2 separate regions of the Gossypium arboreum genome follow, and region 2 is linked to region 1. A link is a contact called in public Hi-C data. All regions are on one chromosome and are shown on one strand. Each heading gives the region's core, a stretch centred on a gene start, on an enhancer-like site or on the middle of the called end of the contact. The rest is flanking DNA. Distances are from core to core; before and after follow the strand shown.

Region 1 (6,537 bases), core at 3,203-5,702:
CCCTGTAACATGGGAGACTTTAACTAATAAACTGTACTAATTGGCTCGACCAAAAATTCTAGAAAAAAATCTGTAGATGGACATATGAGTCTAGTTTCAGGGAAAAATTACGAAACTGATTTTCGAGTTTTGAAACTCCAGATATGATTTTTAAGGCGATAGTGACGCAGTAAGCAGCTTGTCTGGAAATTTTTTTTTATGGACTGTGAAAACAATTAAGTTAAGTCTGTGTGCACCTTGTATTCGACTCCGGTAACGGATTCGGGTACGGGGTGTTACATGTCAGACATTATAGGATATGTCATCAATTTCATATATGTGACATTTACACCATTCACATATACAACATTCAATTCAAACATATAAATATACAAAATTTAGTTACACGAACTTACCCCGACAATTGTTAGTGTATGCAAAATCTACTAATTCGACACTTTTTCTTTTCCTCGATCTAACTCTATTTTTGATCTATCCGGATATATACAAATAAATTTAACATCAATTGAATACAATTCATATTCAATTCAATTCAATTCACATCTTTGACAAAATTTCCATTTTGCCCCAATACTTTTATTTAATTACGACTTCATCTTTAGGCTCGGAAAATGAAATTCATGCAATTTAATCCTTATTCTAAGCCTAGCTGATTTTTGCATATCACAATAGCAGCCCAATCATTTCATAAAATTCAAAATTTTTCCATGAATTTTACAACTTTTCAATGTAGTCCCTAAATCATAATTTCATCAAAATTCCCTTTACAAAAGTTGTTTATCTATCAACAACCTTTCATTTTCTACCATAAAAATTCATAATTCATGCATACTCATCCATGGAAAAACCCTAGTACTTTGATAACTTTACAAATTAATCCCTAAGATAGCTAAATTAAGCTTTTACGACCTCGGAAACATAAAAATAATTAAAAACAGGACTTGAATACTCACCTAATTGAGCCAAAATAACTTGCTTGAACTCAAGTCTCCATAACTAGGGTTTCCATCTTTTTAATTTAAGAAATATGAGAATATGATGATATTTTTCTTTATTTTATTATTTATCATCTTTTTATCTTTTACTTTCCAATTTAGTCCTTTTCTTTATTTAATTTTCCATGGATGAATCATCATACTTATCTACTAACTCCTTTTAATGGTCTATTTGCCATATAAGGACCTCTAATTTTGAATTCCATAGCTATTTGATACTTATAGCTATTAAAACCCAATTTTTGCATTTCATGCAATTTGGTCCTTTTATCAATTAAATACGAAATCAGTAAAATTTTCTTAACGAAATTTTTGTACGATATTATTATCATATGGTAGACCATAAAATAATTTTAAAATAATTTTTCTTACAGACTCGGATTTGTGGTCCTGAAACCACTGTTCTGATTTCACTGGAAACGGGATACTACATTAGAGGCTGTCAAAACACTAAAAAAAAAAAAAGAAATTTTATCAAAGAAAATTAAACCTTAACGTTATACACTTGCAATAAAAAAATAAACAACTCTAAGAGACGAAGAAAAGAAGTCAAGATTTTCTTGCTTGTAACTTTTAAAGAGTAATCAAATTCAATAATATTAAAAAAGACGTGGCATCATCTCTAACAAAATTGACCTAAGGCTCTAAGAAGCCAAAGAAAAACTCGACTCCAAAGGAAGTAAGTTGAGCAGAGAAAAGAAAGGCAATTGTTTCTGTACCTATTAACACAAGAAGCAAAAATGTGTTTGAATGCATAATAGAATAAGAAAAGCTAAGAATCAAAGAAAATCTAATGCTAGAATCAAAGAAAATAAACTACTCAACCGAAAACTCGAAATAATGGAAAACAACTTGAATTTTTTTGCTCGAGGTGTTCCTAATTTTCAAAAATCACGAAATTTAAACTAGCGTCTCCTCAAATAATGTAGATCTCGTTTGGGAAATTTTGGCAGAAAACCCACAAAATATTTTTTCTTCTTCTTTTTTTTTCATATTTTTCTATTTTGCACTTTTTCGGTCATTTTTTTGTGGAAAAATATTTTCTAAAAGAGTGCCAACAATCAGTATGTAAAATTTTAGATCGTTTGGAAAACATTTACCCATTTCTAGGTAAAAAGAACAAAAAAAATTGTTTTGAGGTTGTTTGTTAGAAATCAGTTTATAAGAACACAAAGAAAACCTAAAACGCCCAAATGTGGTACCAAATGATAAGAAATTAAATGGAGGAAGCGAAAAAGGCGGAAGGAAGATCGTATTCAAGTTGATCGACTCAAAAAAAAAAAGATTTGGATCTGACCTAAAAAGAAAACACCAAATAAATTTAGGAAAACAACGAAAACAAAAATAACTAAAATAAGAAATTTAAGAAAAAATAATAAATAAATAAATAAATCAACGAAAATTAAAAAAAAAGAGAATATGAAATTAGTAAATCGATGGATATGATGGATAGATGGATAAGTGTTCAACTGAACCCTTTGAGATATAAATCCCAACAAACTCAATTAATGACTCCAATCAACCCTCCAAGAAATAATTCTTAGCAAATTGAAGGATGAAGAATGAATTCTCATGACTCCTTGAAGAAAATCGAGAAGAAAACTACTTTTAAAAAAATCACAATAAAGAAATCTTACACAAAGAAACTAACTCCCAGAGTTGAAAATTAATGAACAATGAAGAAGCTTTTATATAGGCTAACTAAGTACATCCAAATAAAACTCTAAAGTATACTAAAACTCTAATTAATCTAAATAAGAAGTGATTTTAAACTAAACTTTCTTATTTGGCTAAGAAACAAAAACTTCTAAACAACTTAAAATACTTAAACAATATTCAAAATTCGGAATAAATAAATAATAAAATAATAAAACCTAATAAATTCAATATTGAGATCATATATAATAAAAATTAAGCCTAAAATTCGAACACAATATGGTTTAAACTCGAACTAAAAGCCCAAAAGTAGTAATTTTCATCATAATCTCATTTAGAAATTTTGCTCGCGTAGTCTTCACTAAAACAGTCATAACTTAAGCTCCTGAACTTGAAATCGAGTGATTCAAAGTTTGTTTCAAAGCTAAAAGATAGATCTTAAAACTCTATGCAGATATCTAAGCCCATAAATGCCTAGATACCATCCAAAAATGCATCACAAATTGACTAATCTTTTCAGCTTGAAAATTGACAGCTTGATTGAATTTACTTCAATAAATTTCACTCATTCCGTGCATGTATCATTCCTTGTTTTCTCGAAAAGATTCATCCTCGCATTTTGTCTTTGATCGAATCTTGGTTTGATTTGCTTGACCTTTGACCTTATTGTTGGGCTTTGAGGTAGTGTAAGTCCATCACATCCATGAGTCTGAAATTGAGCCTTAAGACTTTCATCATATAATCAATATTATCATTTGCACATGTTAAATTATTTGAATTTACTTATTAACTAACTTCTTACTATATTCAAATTCAACAAATCTACATTGCTTTTAGGATTATAATTAATTTATACACTAAACTCATGCATCACAGGTAAGAAGACTAATATTATATATTATAAGGTTTATCTAAAATAGAAATAAACAAACATGTTCACATTATAGTTTTTTAACAAATGGACACTCCCTCGTTTAAGGCACTTATTTTCAATTTGGATAAATTTCTTTTTACATATTGTCTTTTAAATTAGGGCTTGTTTGATAGAACATTGAAAATAATAAGTAGACAAGAATTACTTATCACTTAATGGAGGATATTTTCAACCAATTCAATTTTATTTTATTTTATTTATTTTATTATTATATTATCCAATAAAATTTTATGTTTAAAATTTGATTTTATTTAAAATAAAGTGAAATATTTAAAATTAAGGATAATATGTAGAATATTTTTAATTTAAAATTTATGTTTATCAAACAATTTTATAACTTAAATTTAGTACTTAAATTTTTCAAAATTTATTTTCTGCATTTAATTTTTAATTTATCAAATAGTAACTTACATTAAATTAATTTAAACATTACTTAATTATTGAACGTATATTACAATTCATAGGACTCTTTTTTAAATTAATGTTTTATAATAAAATTCTTTTATTACTAGTCATTATTTATTTTTCATGAATTAATTTATCTGTTAGTACAAAATTTTATAATAAAATATTGAAATATCTATTTTTATTAATTATTTTAATATAATATTTCAAATCTAAATTTTTCAATTTATTTTAACAATTAATATCTTTATTTATTATAATATTTTAATATTATATTTCGAGACTTCAAAATAAAACAATAAATATATAGTTAATATATTATTAATATGTATTATCAATTTTAAATTTTTAAAACCAATTAAATTGACAAGCACAAATGATATTATTATGATACGGACATACAAAGTAGTATTAAACCTAAAAGAAAATATGAAGTAGAATTGAGATACTTACAAATTTGTGGCTTTGTGCATAGTGGATGAAATGAAAGAAAGGCCCAATTCTGGTTATAAATTGAGTCTCCAAGTTATCATCTGTGTTCAGGACTTGGCCCAAGCTTAGGTCAGGTTGATCCAACTTCAACACAACCAAGAAATATGGAGTACTTCGGAGACCCCTTCTCAAAACCCCGCCAATTCCTTTCCCGCCATCAGAAAAAGGCCCTTTATTTTAGGTTTTGTGTTTTTGTTTTTCTACAGAATAAGAATAGGTTTTTGGTTTGTGTTCTCTGAAGCTGAAAAGTAGCCATTTTCTTTCTCTTTTTTTCCCCCGTTTTTGGGCTTTTTGGTGAGTTGTCTCGAAAATGGATGAAAATTTTGATGAACAAAACAAGCTTCCAGAGCTCAAACTAGGTACCCACTCACTCCTTTTTCTGTTAGAAACTTATTTTTATGCTTTTAATTTTCTTTTGATAATTTTTTTCCAGGAATTTATGGTTGATAATACTTTTCTCCTTTTTTGGTTTTGTTTTTTTTGGGTTACTGTTAACAGACGCTAAGCAGGCTCAAGGGTTTCTCTCATTTTTCAAAACTCTACCGAATGTAAGCCCCCTTTCTTTTTCTATCTATTGGGATTTATATTACTAATTATGGTTTTTTTTTCCTTTAATGTTTATTTACTTATATAATGAAACCGAACAGGAACAGGTAAAATGGGGGAGAAAATGCCATATCAATACTTAATATGGTTTGAAAAAAAATGATTTAATTTGAACTATATTTCGTTTCCCTGATCATTTGGTCTCTTCCTTTACAGGATCCAAGGGCTGTTCGGTTTTTTGATCGCCGGGTTAGTTCAGGCTTATAGTCTTTACCACTGTGGGTTGTAAAATTTTATTTTGTCTTTACTTCAATTATGATTATTGGTTAAATAATTTGCTTTGAGAACTGGGTGTTTTTTTTTCACCTATAATTAAGAAATGCCAGTTGGGTTGTCTTTGAAATTAAATATTTTTATTTCTTAATATATAAAAAAGGAAATGGAAATATGGTCTGCATATAACTGTTCTTCAGGAAATTGCTATATACATATACGTGTGTTATCTGAAGTTCAGGGGAAAATGGTTAAATTTTTTAAAGGATCAGACGGTTTTGGAAATATTTTTCTAATCCATTTATTCATGCTAAAGTATATTGCCATTTTTGCAATGCCCTATCCCTAATTACCCATTTTCTTATATGTACTTTTCCCTTTCTACTTGTCAACCATTTCAACCTTCATCTCTGTCAGAATTTGTAAATGTGCAATGCTGCCTGTAAAAATACACAAGCGGACATGAAGACATTCTTATATTACACACATATATATAAATGCATATGTATATATTAGGTGTCTAAAACTTGTACAAACTGATTTTGTTCTATAATGCTAGTTTTATTATCCTTTTCATTGTAAGCACCACATTTCCAAACTATTGTTTTCTGAATATACAGGATTATTATACTGCTCATGGTGAAAATGCAACCTTTATCACTAAAACATATTATCGTACTACTACTGCTCTCCGGAAACTCGGTAGTGGCTCGAATGGTCTTTCAAGTGTAAGTGTTAATAAAAACATGTTTGAAACAATCACCCGTGATCTTCTCCTGGAGAGAACAGACCACACTCTGGAGCTCTATGGAGGTAGTGGCTCCAATTGGAGGTTGGTGAAAAGTGCCAGTCCTGGGAATCTGAGCAGTTTTGAAGATGTTCTCTTTGCCAACAATGAGATGCAGGATACACCTGTTGTTGTCGCACTGCTTCCTAACTTCCGTGAAAATGGTTGCACTGTTGGATTTAGTTATGTTGATTTAACAAAGAGAATACTTGGTTTGGCTGAGTTTCTTGATGATAGTCACTTTACTAATGTGGAGTCAGCTTTAGTTGCTCTTGGTTGTAAGGAGTGCCTTTTGCCCTTGGAGAGTGGAAAATCCAGTGAATGTAGAACTCTGAGTGATGCTTTGACCAGATGTGGTGTTATGGTAACTGAGAGAAAGAAAACTGAATTTAAAGCAAGGGATCTGGTGCAGGATCTTGGTAGGCTAGTCAAAGGCTCCATTGAACCAG
Region 2 (6,470 bases), core at 857-3,356, 420 kb after region 1:
TTGGTTAAAAAGTAGAAATAAAAGCAAATTAGAAAAACTAGACCATCCCTTCTAACAAAGAGATCACAATCAGATATAACCCATAATCTCTATGTTGGACCAATTTGATCAAATGGTCAGCTTCCTGATTTTCCTCTCTAGAAATGTGCTTGATGTCCCATTGTTTAAAATGCAATAGTATTTGATGAATTCTTCGAACCAATGCAGAGTTGGACCCTTCAGAAGATCCTTTTTGAATAGCTATAACTGCTTCAAGACAGTCAGATTGAATTAATACACTGTCATATCCTCGCTCCACAATCTGAGATAGGCCTTCCAGAATACTCCACGACTCAGCATAAAAAACAAAATAGCTCCCCAAATATTTATTGTATCCAAGAATCTAATCTCCGCCCCGATCACGTACTATTCCCCCTGTCATCGTGAATCCAGCTTCATCCAGAACGGAACCATCTGTACTCAAAAGGACATAGTCATTAGTTAAAAAAGAAGGCAGAAACTTACCTTGTGGGTCGTTTGTCTTGCCCCATTTAGTAGAAACGTATTGTTTTGCCCAACTATATGACTCCTTGATAATTTCACTACCGCTCCATGAAGTATCTTGAAAAATGAAAATAGTGGTTTTTCCACAAGCGCTAAGCAATGATCCCAAACAGACAATGCTAGTCAACATCTCCCAAACGCTAATCTTGCTGATTTTGCAAATTTAGAATAAGCCACTCAAATAGTATAGATCTCAAAATGCATTTAAAATTCATCTTGTAAAATTAATTATACTTATGAAATTAAAAAGTTATGACAAGTATACGTATTTTTAATTTAAGTGTAAAAATTAGACTTATTAAAATTGAAGTCTTCGATAATTGAAACTGATGTAATTTAAAGATATAAAATATTAATGTTTATTAAAAATATATTAATATAATGGAAATTGATTTATTTTGTTAAAAAATAAATATTATTAATTCAAATAAGTTGTTCGTTAATTTCATATAATTGAGAAATCTTACATTACTTTACGAAGAGATGACATTAAAATTACTTCTATATTACCAAATTTTTGTATTATGAAAATTTAGCACAGTTAGAAAATATAAAATTACCAAATTAAAATAAGTTTAAAATTTCAAATAAAAAATATAATTTTGAAATTTTTATTACTGCAAAAGGTATAAAATTTCTATAAACAGTCCAAATAACAAGGAAAGAAGGCATAATAGTATAGGTTTAAATTTAAAATTTAGTTTTTATATTTTTGTTTTTATTTTTAAAATTTAAAGTTTAAATTTAATTGTTAATGTTGTTAAATTTTTTAAAAAATTTTGGCTCACTATAACACTAATTTTTAGTTGTATCGTTACCGAGTGAGTACTTTTTATTATTTTAATATCACATTATCAAATTTAACAAAAAAATTAACATTATTAATATTAAACTTGAGTTTAAATTTTTTAAAATAAATAAATTAAATTCTTGAAAATAAAATTATAAAACTAAAATTTAAATTTATGAAAAGTATGTAACTTTAAAACATATTTTAATTTAATTATGAGAAGAATGTACAAAATGCGCGCGTGGTGGTAATCTTCTAGAAAGATTCTCTGGGACCTCATCTCCCTTGATTTTGCTCCCTCTATGATTAGAGTAAAAAGGAGAGGCTATTTTGCATCTCAGTCCCTATACATTTTGAAAAATTAAATTTAACTATTCTACTTTTAATCTCTTGAATAGTCTGATTTAAAATTTTAATATAAAATTGATTGATAAACCTTTTGTTAACTTTTATTAAATTTGAATGTGCCTTTAATTTCTTTAAATCAATCATTGAATATTGAAATATCGTATATTCGAATATAGCGTAAATTTATTAATTAGATTTAAATTAAAAAAAACATAGACTAAATTTCTTGAAAAATAGAGATTAAAAAATATGTATAACTACAAATGCATTAAAAGGAAGCATTTTATGAATTCTTTTTAAATTTTATATAATTTTTCTTACCTTCTAATTAGGAACATGAAAATTTAATTTTTTTTATAGCTACAAGTATCATAATTCACTTTATTGTTTGAGACTAATTCTATTTGAGTAGTAGCATTTAGGAGAAATCTTTCCAACAGTGATAATTTCAGAATTTGAACTCAGTCCAGATACTTGAAAACAAGTCGACTCTACTCCTTTCAATAGACTATCAGTGAAGATGACAATTTATGAATTGCTTTCAAAGTGGTCCATATTAATTTCATTTTATGTTTTAGATTTTATATTTTAATTTCCCCCTAATTTATTTTATACTTCTATCCCTTATCCTACACTCTCATTTCCCATTATTTTATTTTTATTTTTCGACCCTTTCCAAATGCAACTAAGCTGTTGAACATAAGAGAACATTGAGCTTAGAAATTGAGTGACCTCTTTTGTAGGGTATTATTGGTAGTATGGCAGGAAGTGTTAGTTGGAGCAGGGAAGAAGAGAAGGCATTTGAAAACGCAATAGCAATGCATTGGATAGAGAAAGAGGAATGTGAAGAGCAATGGGAAAAGATTGCTTCAACGGTTCCTACTAAAAGTCTTGAGGAATTGAAGCTTCACTATGAATTATTAGTGGAGGATGTTACTGCAATAGAGGCTGGTCATGTCCCACTTCCTCGTTATAAAGGAGAAGAACCTTCCTCTTCTGCTAAGGATCATTTTCATGGACCTTCCATGGCTCCTAATTCTGATAGGAGATCCAATGCCGGTTACGGAAATGGGTTTTCGGGGTTAACCCTTGATTCTACCGGACATGGAGGGAAACAGAGTTCGAGGTCCGACCAAGAAAGAAGGAAAGGAATCCCATGGACTGAAGAAGAGCATAGGTATTCCCCTCTACTACTTCTTGTCTGTTTTTCTTTTTTTTTCTTAAATACTGACTTAAGTATTGGAACGTGACTCGAATTAAGACTTGAGTGCCCTAGGATTTGGGGTCTTATAGAAAATAAAGATATATGTAATGTGACAAGCAACATTACATGTGTTATTCAGGTTATTTCTACTTGGTTTAGACAAGTTTGGGAAAGGAGATTGGAGAAGCATTTCAAGGAACTTTGTGATATCGAGAACTCCGACGCAGGTGGCTAGCCATGCACAAAAGTATTTTATACGCTTAAATTCGATGAATAGAGACCGGCGGCGGTCCAGCATCCACGACATCACGAGTGTTAACAATGGGGATACATCTCATCAAGCGCCTATCACCGGCCAACAGGCTAACACAAATTCACCCGGTGCAGCGGTCATAGGGCAATCAGTGAAGCACAGGGCTCATCCGCATTTGCCGGGTTTAGGCATGTACGGAGCGCCTGTTGGGCGGCCGATTGCTGCTGCTCCAGGGCATATTGGATCTGCTGTAGGAACTCCTGTTATGCTTCCTCCTGCTCACCATCCTCATTCCCCTCCTCCTTACATTGTCCCTGTTGCTTACCCCATGGCACCACCTCCTATGCACCAATAAGTTCAAAATTCAATTAATGATTTAAAGGTAACCTAACAAGTTGTGTTTTTGTGAACATGAAAAATATGCAGAAGGAATAAAGCAGATGAGAGAACTCTTCGTTTTTTGCTGTAGTTATCCATTTTTCTGACTGCAAAAAAGGCACCTGTTATTTGACTACAAAGTCCCCTTCCCAGATGAGTCTTTTCACTAAGCGAAGCAATGAAACTGGCTTTAAAAAAATAGCCAGATGGGTTATTTTGGGCAAATAAGTGTTGTGTATGGCTTCCTCTCATGATAAAATGTAAAAACAGTCTTATTTAAAGGCTTGTATTATTCCTACGGGTTCAGTAAAGCGCTTTCAATGCTTTTGTTCTCCATAGTGACTGCAACTTTGGGAAGCTTGAACTTAGAGTAGCCCAATAGTAGTACTTCATTCGAATCTTCAAACAACAAAGTTATCGGCTTCACAACAATTCGAGGCCCATATGAACACCGCCGCCGCCATATAAAAGGTCTAGGAAGGCTTTTAGGCCCTTGGGCAAATGAAGACATAAAGCCTCTAATTTCACTCCCTTTTAATTTAGTCCCTAAACTATTATTTCTCAATTTCCTCTTTCTTTCCAATCAACCCTTAGCGTAATTTAATATGCAATACCACAAACAAATTAGCATGATAAGAGAAAAATAGCAAATGAAGGTACAATTAATATAATTAAAATGTATAGACAACATGAGAAAATCAAAATCAAATTTAAATTTAACACATCACTAAGCACATGGTTGAATAATCAAATCAAATGATTGATATTTTTTCAAATAGTTCCTGACTCGTACAATTATTAAAAATTTAAATTATTAACTTAATTGATATAAATGTTATTTCAATATAAGAGGATGTGAATTCGAAAATAAGATCGTGAAAAAAAAAAAAAACTAAAAAAGGACTATTAATATATAAAAGAAAATATTTATGAATACCAAAGACAAAAACTAGTGGCCCATGGATACATTTCTACCTTTGAATTTGACCCAGAACTCATGGGTAGCTTCAGATTTTTTTAGACCCAGAACTCATGGGTAGCTTCAGATTTTTTTATTTCCTTTTTGCAGTCACAGCCCTTCCGCTTAATTCAAACATTTTCTCTTCTTTATTCCAAAACCCACCTGGTCCTTGTAATGTTTTGCCGATTGCCGCCGCCACCCTGATATCCATCATTATTCACTCGATAATTGATGGAGACTATGATAAAGAAATATCAGCAGAAATTCAAGAAAGCAAAAGATGAAATGAGTAAATGGGACGACCTTCAATCTCGCTTAATTTCCCACTTTCGAAATGCTTCTTCCATTATTTCCAGATTACAGGTCTGTTATCCCCTTTGTTTCTCTCTTCCAAATTTTGTTTATTTATTTTAATTCCTTCAAAAAACAGTTTTTTTGTTTTGGTGATCAGATTATTCAAAACTCTAAAAACTATGCCAGTTTAAATTGTGTTGGAGGAATGGAAGCTGCAGTGATGCAAAAGCAGATGGATTCTTTGCAAACCATTTTACTTTCCATGAAAAATACAATGTAAGTGTTTAAGTCTCTGTTTCTATTTGCTTTTTGAGAATATAAATGACACTATGATTAATTCATTGAATGATTGATTGAAGCTGGCAAACAAACAAGGCTAAATCTTAGGTTTGAACTTTAGTTTTAAAAAGATTTTCAGGGAGGACTTTCGCGGTGTTGTTCTTTCCCTTGAGAAGGTTCAACATGATGGTAAACAGCTAGCAAAAGGTAGCTTTAATCAGATGAACAAGAAACAACTGCAACATAGAATTGGCGTAAAACCGACTCTTACAAATTGCATAGATGGGCTTGTACTTCTCCATGAAATCTATCACGACGAGTAATTAACTGTTTCCTCTTTCAAAAATTTCCCGAGAATGTATTCTTTTCAATATGCTGCAAGTAGGAATGTGTTTGGACCTATTTATGTTTCCCTAGATTTTTCATGATTGCACTTTTCACTGTCTGTGGTTTGAACAACTTGCTTTGATTGGCTTTTGGTCAAACTCTGAGGTAGCAAGATTCTAAATGACTGATTGTTTTGTATTTGCTAGGTACCTTCTTAAATCATCATTGGTTTCTGCACTTTCAGCTCTTGCCTTGAAACCCAAGTAAGGAGAACTCATTATTTTGCTTTTGCAATTAAAAAATGTCAATAAAACTGACCTATTGTTGTATTTTATTTTATTTTTTTCTTGCTAAAGGCTCCATATGGGTTCAACTGCAGCCCTGTAAGGTGCAAGGGCACCTTGCCAAAGCATTTGGGTGATAAGGTGGGTATGGTGAACTCATTCCCACTGTGTTGCACCCCTCATCAATGATTGGACACCCTTAATGAGTCCAATAGAATATGGTGGTCGCAAAACATGATTGTTTTTTAGATTGAAGAAGTATGATAAGTAAAATTTACGTTCATCTAAACTTAGTTTCTATAGCCTATGTCTTTAGCTTGCCTACTTTTTGTCATGTAATACATGGAATAATACCCATGTAAGCCCTCGAACATCACCTTGAACTTGAAAATAAGCTCCCTATCTTTATTTCATGGAACTAGGGTAATAAGTTTTTATTTTTTTTTGTAAATTTGTAATGAGAACCTTGACATTATAAAATATAATATTTTCTTGAAAACCTTCTTTTGTTGACTCATGTAATCTCTAAAAATTGCTAACATGAATTTATTTGGATGAACTAGATGACAATTACTTGAGAGAATCCTATTTTAAATAGTGTTGGCAATTGGACTTTATTTGCCCATTTTCAGTTTTAATGAGTAGGATTACAATGAAATGAATGTTCATAATCTTAATCCACGCAATGACATATGGAGATGTTATTTTTTGATGTTATCCTAATAATTGTGCTTAGTTATACTTTTTCCACGTGAAAATATGATTTTTTGTTAACTTGCTTCCTGGTTTGTTAAATTTATTTAAACTTG

Evidence for each region. A called contact is a pair of places that touch in the nucleus more often than the background predicts.
Region 2: a contact with region 1 is called in a Hi-C map of leaf, with 6 times the contacts expected there. The contact joins the promoter of LOC108472670 here to the promoter of LOC108457313 in region 1. A contact is called at or near these places in 2 of 5 Hi-C or Micro-C datasets (both in leaf).

The regions. Positions count from the first base shown.
Region 1 is chr9:44,960,125-44,966,661 of ASM2569848v2, forward strand. It overlaps LOC108457313 (DNA mismatch repair protein MSH2), which reads left to right and starts at 4,453. Exons shown (of 13, transcript XM_017756301.2): 1 at 4,453-4,841; 2 at 4,981-5,030; 3 at 5,245-5,277; 4 at 5,922-6,537. The coding sequence starts at 4,793.
Region 2 is chr9:45,380,004-45,386,473 of ASM2569848v2, forward strand. It overlaps LOC108472670 (transcription factor MYBS1), which reads left to right and starts at 2,107. Exons shown (of 2, transcript XM_017774223.2): 1 at 2,107-2,858; 2 at 3,025-3,850. The coding sequence starts at 2,440. The coding sequence ends at 3,493. It overlaps LOC108471242, which reads left to right and starts at 4,458. Exons shown (of 7, transcript XR_008270933.1): 1 at 4,458-4,840; 2 at 4,908-5,047; 3 at 5,172-5,369; 4 at 5,584-5,640; 5 at 5,734-5,802.